Regions from separate parts of the Mus musculus genome. Here region 1 is linked to region 2. Evidence: chromatin contacts called from public promoter capture Hi-C data. All regions are on one chromosome and are shown on one strand. Each heading gives the region's core, a stretch centred on a gene start, on an enhancer-like site or on the middle of the called end of the contact. The rest is flanking DNA. Distances are from core to core; before and after follow the strand shown.

The links. Capture Hi-C pulls out chosen DNA fragments and counts their contacts.
Region 1: a promoter capture Hi-C map of adipose tissue shows a contact between it and region 2. The contact joins two enhancer-like sites. A contact is called at or near these places in 2 of 39 promoter capture datasets (hippocampal neurons and liver), 1 of 115 datasets of contacts at active chromatin or transcription factors (pancreatic cancer cells) and 1 of 9 other capture datasets (adipose tissue).

The regions. Positions count from the first base shown.
Region 1 is chr19:46,646,632-46,650,825 of GRCm38.p6, reverse strand. The region is part of intron 3 of Wbp1l (WW domain binding protein 1 like); the gene reads right to left. Among named protein-coding and RNA genes, the nearest start is that of Gm36602, 17 kb to the left of the region's middle. Within about 2 kb of position 2,010, at least 35 of the 459 cell types and tissues checked have an H3K27ac peak or open chromatin away from gene starts, as enhancers often do. A contact at or near this core is called in adipose tissue, where this site is marked.
Region 2 is chr19:46,481,719-46,486,056 of GRCm38.p6, reverse strand. It overlaps Sufu (SUFU negative regulator of hedgehog signaling), which reads right to left. Exons shown (of 12, transcript NM_001025391.2): 11 at 2,389-2,457; 12 at 1-202. The coding sequence ends at 113. Among named protein-coding and RNA genes, the nearest start is that of Trim8, 18 kb to the left of the region's middle. Within about 2 kb of position 1,321, at least 152 of the 459 cell types and tissues checked have an H3K27ac peak or open chromatin away from gene starts, as enhancers often do. A contact at or near this core is called in adipose tissue, where this site is marked.

The sequences.
Region 1 (4,194 bases), core at 761-3,260, 160 kb before region 2:
TAGCCTCTCTCTGTGTATGTGTGTGTGTTTGTGTTGGTGCACACATATAATTCAAGCATTCATGAGACTAGCCTGAGATACATTGAGAGATGCTTATTTTTTTAAAAAGGGAGGTGGCGGCTGTGGCAGTGGTTATGCTAGAGTAACTCAGGAGAAAGGACTTGCTACTCTTTTAAAAGACCCAAGTTCGGTTCCAAGGACCCACATTGCCCGTAACTCCACAACTGCCTGTAATTCTAGCTCCTGGAGAACCCACACTCATGTGCACACAACCACACACACACACACACACACACACACACACACACTTAGAATTGGGGTGAAGTTTGGCAGTAGAACTCATGCCTGCTTGGCATGGGTGAGGTGGCTTCTAGGTCCCTAGCACCACAAACCTGGAAATGAAATGAAGTAATAAAATACAGGCTCTATGAACAAAAATAAAGGAGTGTGCGGGCCTGAGGGTGGGCATCTGGAAGCCGCTCTGGCGGAAAAACAGCTTTCTGATCCTAGTTTGTTTTCCCAAATGTGTGCATACTTCTTTATAGTAGAAAGGACTTCTTAGCTGCTATTGACTGAGAAGAGAGATTTTTGCTCTCTGTCTGCTTATTGTTGCGTTTGTTTTGAGACAGGGTCACAGCCCAAGTTGGCCATACTTCCGTCTCTACATCCCAAATACTGGGATTACATTTGTGTTTTTAAATTATTATATAGCTATGGATATGCAGACAGAGGTGTAGCTTCTGCGTGTGTGTCTGGGTACACTCGCGTGCATGCGAATGTGTGTGGCTTTGGGGCGTCAGTCCTAGGCCTCCAGCCCTGGAACCTTGCACCTTTACCTACTGAGATTTCACTGACATACAAGGGGGCACTGGGTCCCCAGGAGCAGGAGTTACAGCTGTGACCTCAACCCCAGTACTGCAAGAGCAGTGTTCTCAGTAACTGAGCAATCTCTCTAGGCCATCACTGTGCCCCTGGGGATTCAACTTGGTACTTCATAATTGCTAAGTGAGCAGACACCCCGAAGCTCTCTGCTCTTGTTCTTCACCCCCACCTTACAGGTCAACATGAAAAGTATATCCCTTCCTTCTCTAGAAAATCAACATTAATGTTATTTTTTTTCTTGAATCATTTCCCCAGTATTTCCTCATTCTCTGTATTTTCTGTGCTCTAATATATGTGATCCAAGGCACTATTCTCAGCTATTGCTTTAAACATAACTGTTACGTAAAGAAAATCTCAGCCAGCTGTAATGACACAGGCCTGCAGGACAGAGGCAAGACCTCCAGAGCTCAGAATCAACCTGAGCTGTATAGGGAAACCCTGCCGTGTCAGACAAGAGAAACGCCACGTGCTGCTTTCATGTACACCAAAAATTCCTGATTCTCTCGCTTTGGGTGCATGGGTAGGTCTGAACTTCCTGGCCTCTATATGCTTGGGGGAGGCTAACTAAAGCTACCTATTGACAGAACTTAAAAGCAGCGTGTCGTTTAGTGACAAGCATGCTTCTTGTGTGAAACCTTCCATCAGCCCCCACTGGTATTCCAGACAGTCATTTCTGGCTCTAGACTATGAGACATGCCCCCGTGGTAACAAAGCCCCCATTCCACCTTCATCGGACACAGCAAAAGTGAGGAAGAAGCCCGTTGGTTTCGGCTGCTAGGATTCTGGACATGTTTGTTCCTGCAGCAAAACCTAGCCCATCCTGACTGCCACAGTACGCACTACAGGGTTTTCCATGTGCGATCTAAGGATTTATCAGGAATTGTTCTCACTGTTGTTTATTCTGTGCTCACACACAGTACATGTATAAAGTCAGAGGACAACTTAGTGGAGTTGAGTCTCTCCTGCCACCAGGACAGTCCGGATCAGAAGTTACCACCGAAACCGTCTCCTAGAACTCAGGAGCGAGCAAGCTTAAAGAGATTCTTCACCTAAAACAAGACTGAGGTCCACTTCGCTCAAGTACCGTAGGAAAGGCTTCCTGTTTTTTCAAAAACCACAAATTCGACAAATGAGGAAGAACAGCAGGCCGCAAAATCCAGGGCCTCGTGCATGCTGGGACGCACGTGCATGCCCGAAAGTGCCCGGAAGACGTTCCCATGCCCTGGCCCACATTCTCCCACTTGATATGAGAAGGAAAACCTTCTCTACTGCACACCAGCTGTGTGATGTCACATGTGACTCTAACTGGGTAAGCACCTCTCAGTCTCAAACATAAGACCACAGGAGAGTCATCTGTGTGGATCTACACAAGGAAAAATACAAGGTCTTGTAGCACACTGGGTGTCAATCTAGGGATGGGAAAACGGACAACAACCTGGTCCCGTCTGGTGGGAAGGCAGACAGATGACAGTCTGATATGGCCTACACAAACGGGGCTGTCCCGGGAATTATGCCAGGCAAGGCTATAAACTGGCTGTGAGCAGGGGTGGGGTATTGATTAGTCTCAGTGAGGTTGGACCAAATTTTAATATTTTAGCTACATTTCAGAAATACAGAGATAGGTTCTATTATTTTTGTCTTTGAGACAGGTGTTGCTATACAACTGTGGCTGGCCTCAAACTTGGGGCAATTCTCTACTCTTATGTTCCCCAAACACACACACACCAACCTAGATAACGCCCACCACACTTCCCGCCCAAGTTATGACCTCGTGGTGTGGAGCATTTGTCATGCTAAGCTAAATGAAAAACATGTTTTTAAAAACAATCACAGTCCCATGTAGGAACTGAGTCATGTGCCCTAGAGTTCAGGACAGACTTGGGAAAATGTCACTCCTCGGCTGGCAAGAAACTCCCCACCAGGGAGCAGGCTCACACTGCAGAGACTTAGCCCCCCTTGTTCCCATGGCCCCGACAGTTCCCATCAGGAACTCCTGCCCTGATGCTGTTTAAAAATCTTTGAATTTGGAAAACGAATTTTTATAGTGTCATCTGAACTATAAGGCGACAAACTTGCCTATAGGGTGACCACGGCTACGCAGGTTCAAACTCCAGATAACCCGTGATCTTTGGGATTCTGTTGCTATTCCCCGTGTATGTAAGACGGGGAGAACAATGGTCTCACCCAAGTTAACACACACGTGGAACACTCCCCGCCGTGACTGTCCGTGTACCGTGCTGTCTCTGGCTTGTTGTTATAGCTGTTGAATTTACAGGCATAAGCACAGATGGGACGGATTTCCTTGAAACCCTCCTTTGACCCCTCCTCTAGAATTATTCCATAAAAAACGTGGGTTAGGATCAAGTCCAGGGTCTGCCTCTAGGTTCTGTTCTTGGCAAAATTCTGGGGAAAAATCAGGCAACTCCTATTTATTGAGGCCCTGCCATGAACAAGATGCTGTGTCCACTGATATGGGCTGCCTGGCTGACCATCCTGGCCCCACCCAGGGACTTGGACCACTAGGGAACTGTGCTTCAACAAGGGCTTGAAGGAGGCTTCCTGCCAGCCAGTGTGCTCAAGAGCTAAACGACTTAATATCAGCTCAAGTGTGTTGAAACATCAGTCACAGAGCATCCCATAAGTAAGGGCAGTTTCTCATATATTAATTAAAATCATGGAGTAAGTATCAGGGGGCTGGCATTCAGTGGATTGGCTGTGCCTCTTTCATGTCATCTCAGGAAATCCCACCGGTGGCTTTCCTCTCAGCTGAAACTCAAAGCAGGGAAACCTGACACTTGAGTAAAATTCCTCCAGATTTTATCTTAGGGACAGAAAATCCAACTTTGACTCCTCCCTGGGAAATGTGGTCTGGAGAATGGAAAAGAGCCTCAGACAAGAACCGGGAACCCCAGCTTCGGGCTTTTTGCCTTTGAGGGTACTCCTGGGTTTCTGGGGTCTCCTTGCTCCACCTGTTTCAGGGAAATTAGACACGCACAGAAGCCCTTTGAGGCCCTATGATCTGTGTCTCTCCTTCTCTCAGCTTAGCCCGCCATAAAAGCATCCTGTATCCCAGCTCTCCCAGGGTACCCTGCAGTCTCGGGACAGTGGCTCTTTGCTACGGTGTGTTGGCTAACGGCAGCCTCCTGTCTGAGTGGACATCTCCTATCTACCCTCCATGCTTCCCTGCTGATAGTTCGCGCTGCATCTCCTTTCTGCTTGACCACTGCCCGATGCACGAATGAAGGCCTCACGCTGCTTCCAAAACACGAGAGGCCTCAGCATCGATTAAGAGCTTGCTAGAACTGCAAACTC
Region 2 (4,338 bases), core at 72-2,571:
GTCATCCCCACACTTGCCCTTTTATTCATGGGTGTCTCCTTTACAAGCTGTCACACTGGAAGTCACCAGGAGCAGCTGGGCTCCTCTTGGCCCCTGCAGGGCACAGCCCAGGCTAGTGCAGTGGACTGTCGAACACCACGTCGGGGAGAATGGACACTTTGAGTTTCTTCTCAGGCCAGCTGTACTCTTTGGGAAGTTTAAACTGTGAAGAGAACAAGAACAGGCAGAGTGGTGGGTCAGCTGCCTCCTAAGAGTGTCCAGAGAGGCAGCACGCGGGACACCCTGTCCCTAGGCTGCTGGGGACAAGACAGGTGACTGGAGACCTCTCAAAGGCTAGCCTCAGGTTGTGTGTGCGTGTGTGTGCGTGCGCGAGTGCATGTGTCTGGTCTAGGCACTCCTTTCCTCTTGCACGGCCAGTACCTCAGCAGACTGCAGGAGGCATGCTTAGGCTCTTTGCATAGACTCTCTCCTGCTCTTTTCCTTGGTTCTGCCTTGAGCCCAAAACATGTAAGGAATCTCTTCCCTGGGGCCCTGGGGCTGGAGGACAGGGGACCAGCAGGGTGTAGATATTACAGGAAAGGTCTGTCATCGCCATGGACTAGTTCTGAGTCTAGAATCTGTCCTCTGTAGTTTTGTCAAAGGGTCCACAAGAAAGGAGAGCTGTTCAGCCCCCAAATCAGACTTGGAGTGTGACCCCACTGGGAGAAGTTCAGGGTGAAGGTGGTCTGCGTGTCACCACCCACTGCTCCCTGTCACCCTGCTTCCCAGGGCTCTTTGTTCAGAGTGACCCCAGATAACAGCCAGGGCCTTCCAAACTAGGATCAATGACTGTCTTGTAATTTTGCTTCTTTCCCACACCTGGGGTCTTTGGCGAGGAGGAGAAGCTGACTTCTGGTTCCTTCTGGATTCTAGAACCTTGTATGGAGCCCAGCACACAGTGGGTGCTCAATAGATCCTCCCTGACTTGGGTTCCTGCAGAGCTCTTAAGCCCCATTGTCTCTGGGCTAGGCTGGAAGTCAGAGCCAGGCACAGGAGGAGAGAATCATGTTCTGGCCTGCCTGAAGCTGGGCTGGAGGTGGACAAACGGACACTTCCCGGCTGCCTTTTCTCTCTTGGGGGACTGTAGACCCAGGACAAAGTGGAGACTGGGGCAGGGTGTGGGGATGGCCTCTGGACAGGAATGAGGCAGAAGAAGTCATTTTTCGTGACCTACTTTCCTAAGCTCCCCTTGGCTCCTGTCTCTCCTGCCTGGACTGTCCTCTTCCCGCCCACTCAACACCCAAGCTCAAAGCAGCAGCCTGGCAGAACGCCACTGCAGTGTGACAAGACCTCTCCGGAAGCACTTCTGGGCAGCTGGCTTTGGCCTGACTGAATCCGGGAGCTAGGCCTCTGAGGCAGTGACTTGTAGGGGTGACTGGCTGGCACAGAGTGGGTACTTGATAACCTTGGACTATGCAAATGAATGAATGAATCAAGCTGGATCCCTGGGGCAGGGGGAGGGAAGGCTTGGCTCTATTGGGGTGACTGGCTCTGAGAAGTTTCTAACTAACTGGGAGGTGAGGTACTTTGCCCCGAGCACATTAGGGCAATGGAAGGGAAGGGGGTGATCTCTGCCACAGGCAGGGGAGGGTGGGCCAGAAGATCCCTCAGGCCTCGGAGGCTTGCTATTTACCCCACTACCCCATGGATCCTGGGGGCCAGGAAGATCCGCCTGCCTGCTGCCTGGGCGCTGATGGTTATAGGAGAAGGGACTTTCCAAGATGAGGTAAGTCCCTGCAAACGAGGAGGCCAGGAACAAGGAAGAAAAACAAAAGGGATTATAGACTCCATTCCTGCACTCCAGAGAAGGAGCCAAGGAGAGAAATCACCCCACCTGGCCTGCCAGCTCCCCACGCTCTCAGCTAGCCAGGAAGAGGCTGAGGGAGGCAAGCTAGAGCTGGCGAGGGAAGGGAGCGTGGCACTTGGGTGGCCCAAGGCAAGAGCAGGAGTCCCCTCCTGCCCACGAGAGCTCCCAGCGGAATGTTCTCTGGCAGCAGGCACGGGCTTTCTGTTCAGAATCTGCCAGGGAACAGCAGGGGCTGGGGAGAACTCTAGCCCACAGGCCCTGGCTACTTCTTCAATGAGGTTCCCAAGAGCTGGCGATTCAGGGTGCTGGGTGTCCTCACAAGGGTGGGGGCTGGGCAGGGCTGACCCATGAAGCCCAAGAAAAATAAAGTCATTGAACCTTCTCAGGGGTTCCTCTCCAGATTTATGCCTGTACTTCTGAAAACAGTCCACAGATGGGTGAGCGCTCGCACATGCGCACGTGCACGCACGCACACACACACACACACACACACACACACACACCCGGGAGTCCTCTATCAGTGAGAAATGAAATAGGCTCACTTCCTCTGGAGAGGTTAGATCTTCTAAGTCCTCCAACATCTTCTCTACAAACTCTTCTGTCAACAGAATCTGGGAAAGAAAGCAAAAGACAGGGTTTTAATTATTATTATTATTTTTTAATATACAGTCTTTTTTGCCAACTGCAAAGCAAGGGGGGTTTTTTTTAGCTGTGGAGGAGGGATGGCCCAAGGATTAGTTCTAGGGACAGAGGGACGAACTCGAGGCTTCCAGAAAAGACTGCACTCTCGCCCCAACCCCCTCCCCCCCGCTAGGGAAGGGCAGAGAGGGGGGGTGAGGCAGTGAAGGAAGGGAGGGCATCTGGAAGGTGGACAGCGCTGGCCTCGGAAGGGAGCCGGAAGGTGGGCGGAAACCCACCGCTTTGGGCTGTTTGGCCTCTGTGTGTTTCGAGGCAACAGAGAACAGGGAAGCCAAAGGCCGGCCGTGGGAGAGCTCCTGCCACCCTCTTCCTTTGCCTCATCAAGCTCTCGTGTTCCCCTTTTCCCAACCACGCAGGGCCAAAACAATCCGTGTGACTTTGGAGTACAAGCCCTGTCTGCGATCTAGACGAACCCCAATGGTGGATGACAAACCCTGGATCCTATCTCTACCACTAGGGGCAGGGAAGCAGGTCACAGCCAGACAAGAAAGACCAAAAAACCCAAGCCTTGGAGAATGAGAGCCTGCCTGGCTGCTCACAGAGGCAAGCAGTCTCTCAGGTTCCCACTGCAGCCATAGAATTATCTGTCAGGGCTGTCCCAGCAGGCCCCAGTCAGCAGCTATGCACGTCTAGACTTCTGGGATACCTCTTCTCTGGGTGTCTCCTACCTTCCCACTTCACTGCTTTATTCTGGTGCCTGTTACCCACAAGCTTTGGTGTCCAAGCCAACTAGCCCCACCACTTGGCTGGAGTAACCTCATCCTTATGCCCTAAGCAAGCTTTCTCGTGCTTCTCGGTCCTCGCTGCCCTTGTCCACCTGAGCCGTATGTAGAGGGTGCAAACGAAAGTGAAGGGTTCCTCTCAGAGAAACCTTCCCTTTCAGAAGCTGGCGAAATCAAAAACTTGAGAAAATACCCATTAAATTTCACTTGGGAGTTGTTTCCACTAGGAGGGCAGAAGTTTCCATGAGGTAAAGTGAGGCAGCAAAGGAAAAAGGAAGGAAACAGAGCAAAGAGGGGCAAAGCAAGATGGGCAAAATAGAGGGATGCAAGGAAGCCAAGAGCAGACACCACGCTGACTGCTTGCACCTTATCCCTTTCAGTCTCTTTCCGGATGGGTAAACTGAGGCACAGAGAGGTTATGGCACCTGCCCTGTGGGGCCAAAGACAGACCATATCCCAGTCCTGAAACTTGATGCCTCAGACACCGAGGGGGAGGGCACTGACTCAGTGTCTCCTCCTAGGAAGCCTGGTTCCCACCTGACTAGCAGCTCCCCAGAGGACCAGGACCAACCAGCACTGACCAGGAATAAAGGAGAGGGAGGGGGGAGGTAGGAGGGAGGAGGGAGAATAGAGTGTCCAGGAGAGTGTCCACCCAAGGTACTCATTTCTTTTCTTCCTTCAAGATCCCCAGAGGGGGTTGGCTGGCTCTTGCCAGCCTATCTGGCACTTTCTGGTCCTTGGCCACATCCAGTCACACCTGGCCTTCCTTCCTGGAGCCTGAGCCCTCCTCTTATCCCATGAGTCCCCTCCCCCAAGCCGAGTTTCTTCACTGGTTATCACCAGTCCGCTTGAGGAATATAAAGTCACATTCATATTTTTGGCATTTCCAGGGCTTGTTGCCATCTCTGAAAATGTTAGCACAAACACAAGCATACCTCAAACCCAGTTATGTTAGCGACTCTGACTCCAGTCTGAGTTCACTTCTAACCCTCAGATAATCCGGGGGAGGAGCTCTCTGCTGGAATAGTAAATAGGGCTGGAACTGTCTATTGCTGGGGTAGGATGGGGTAG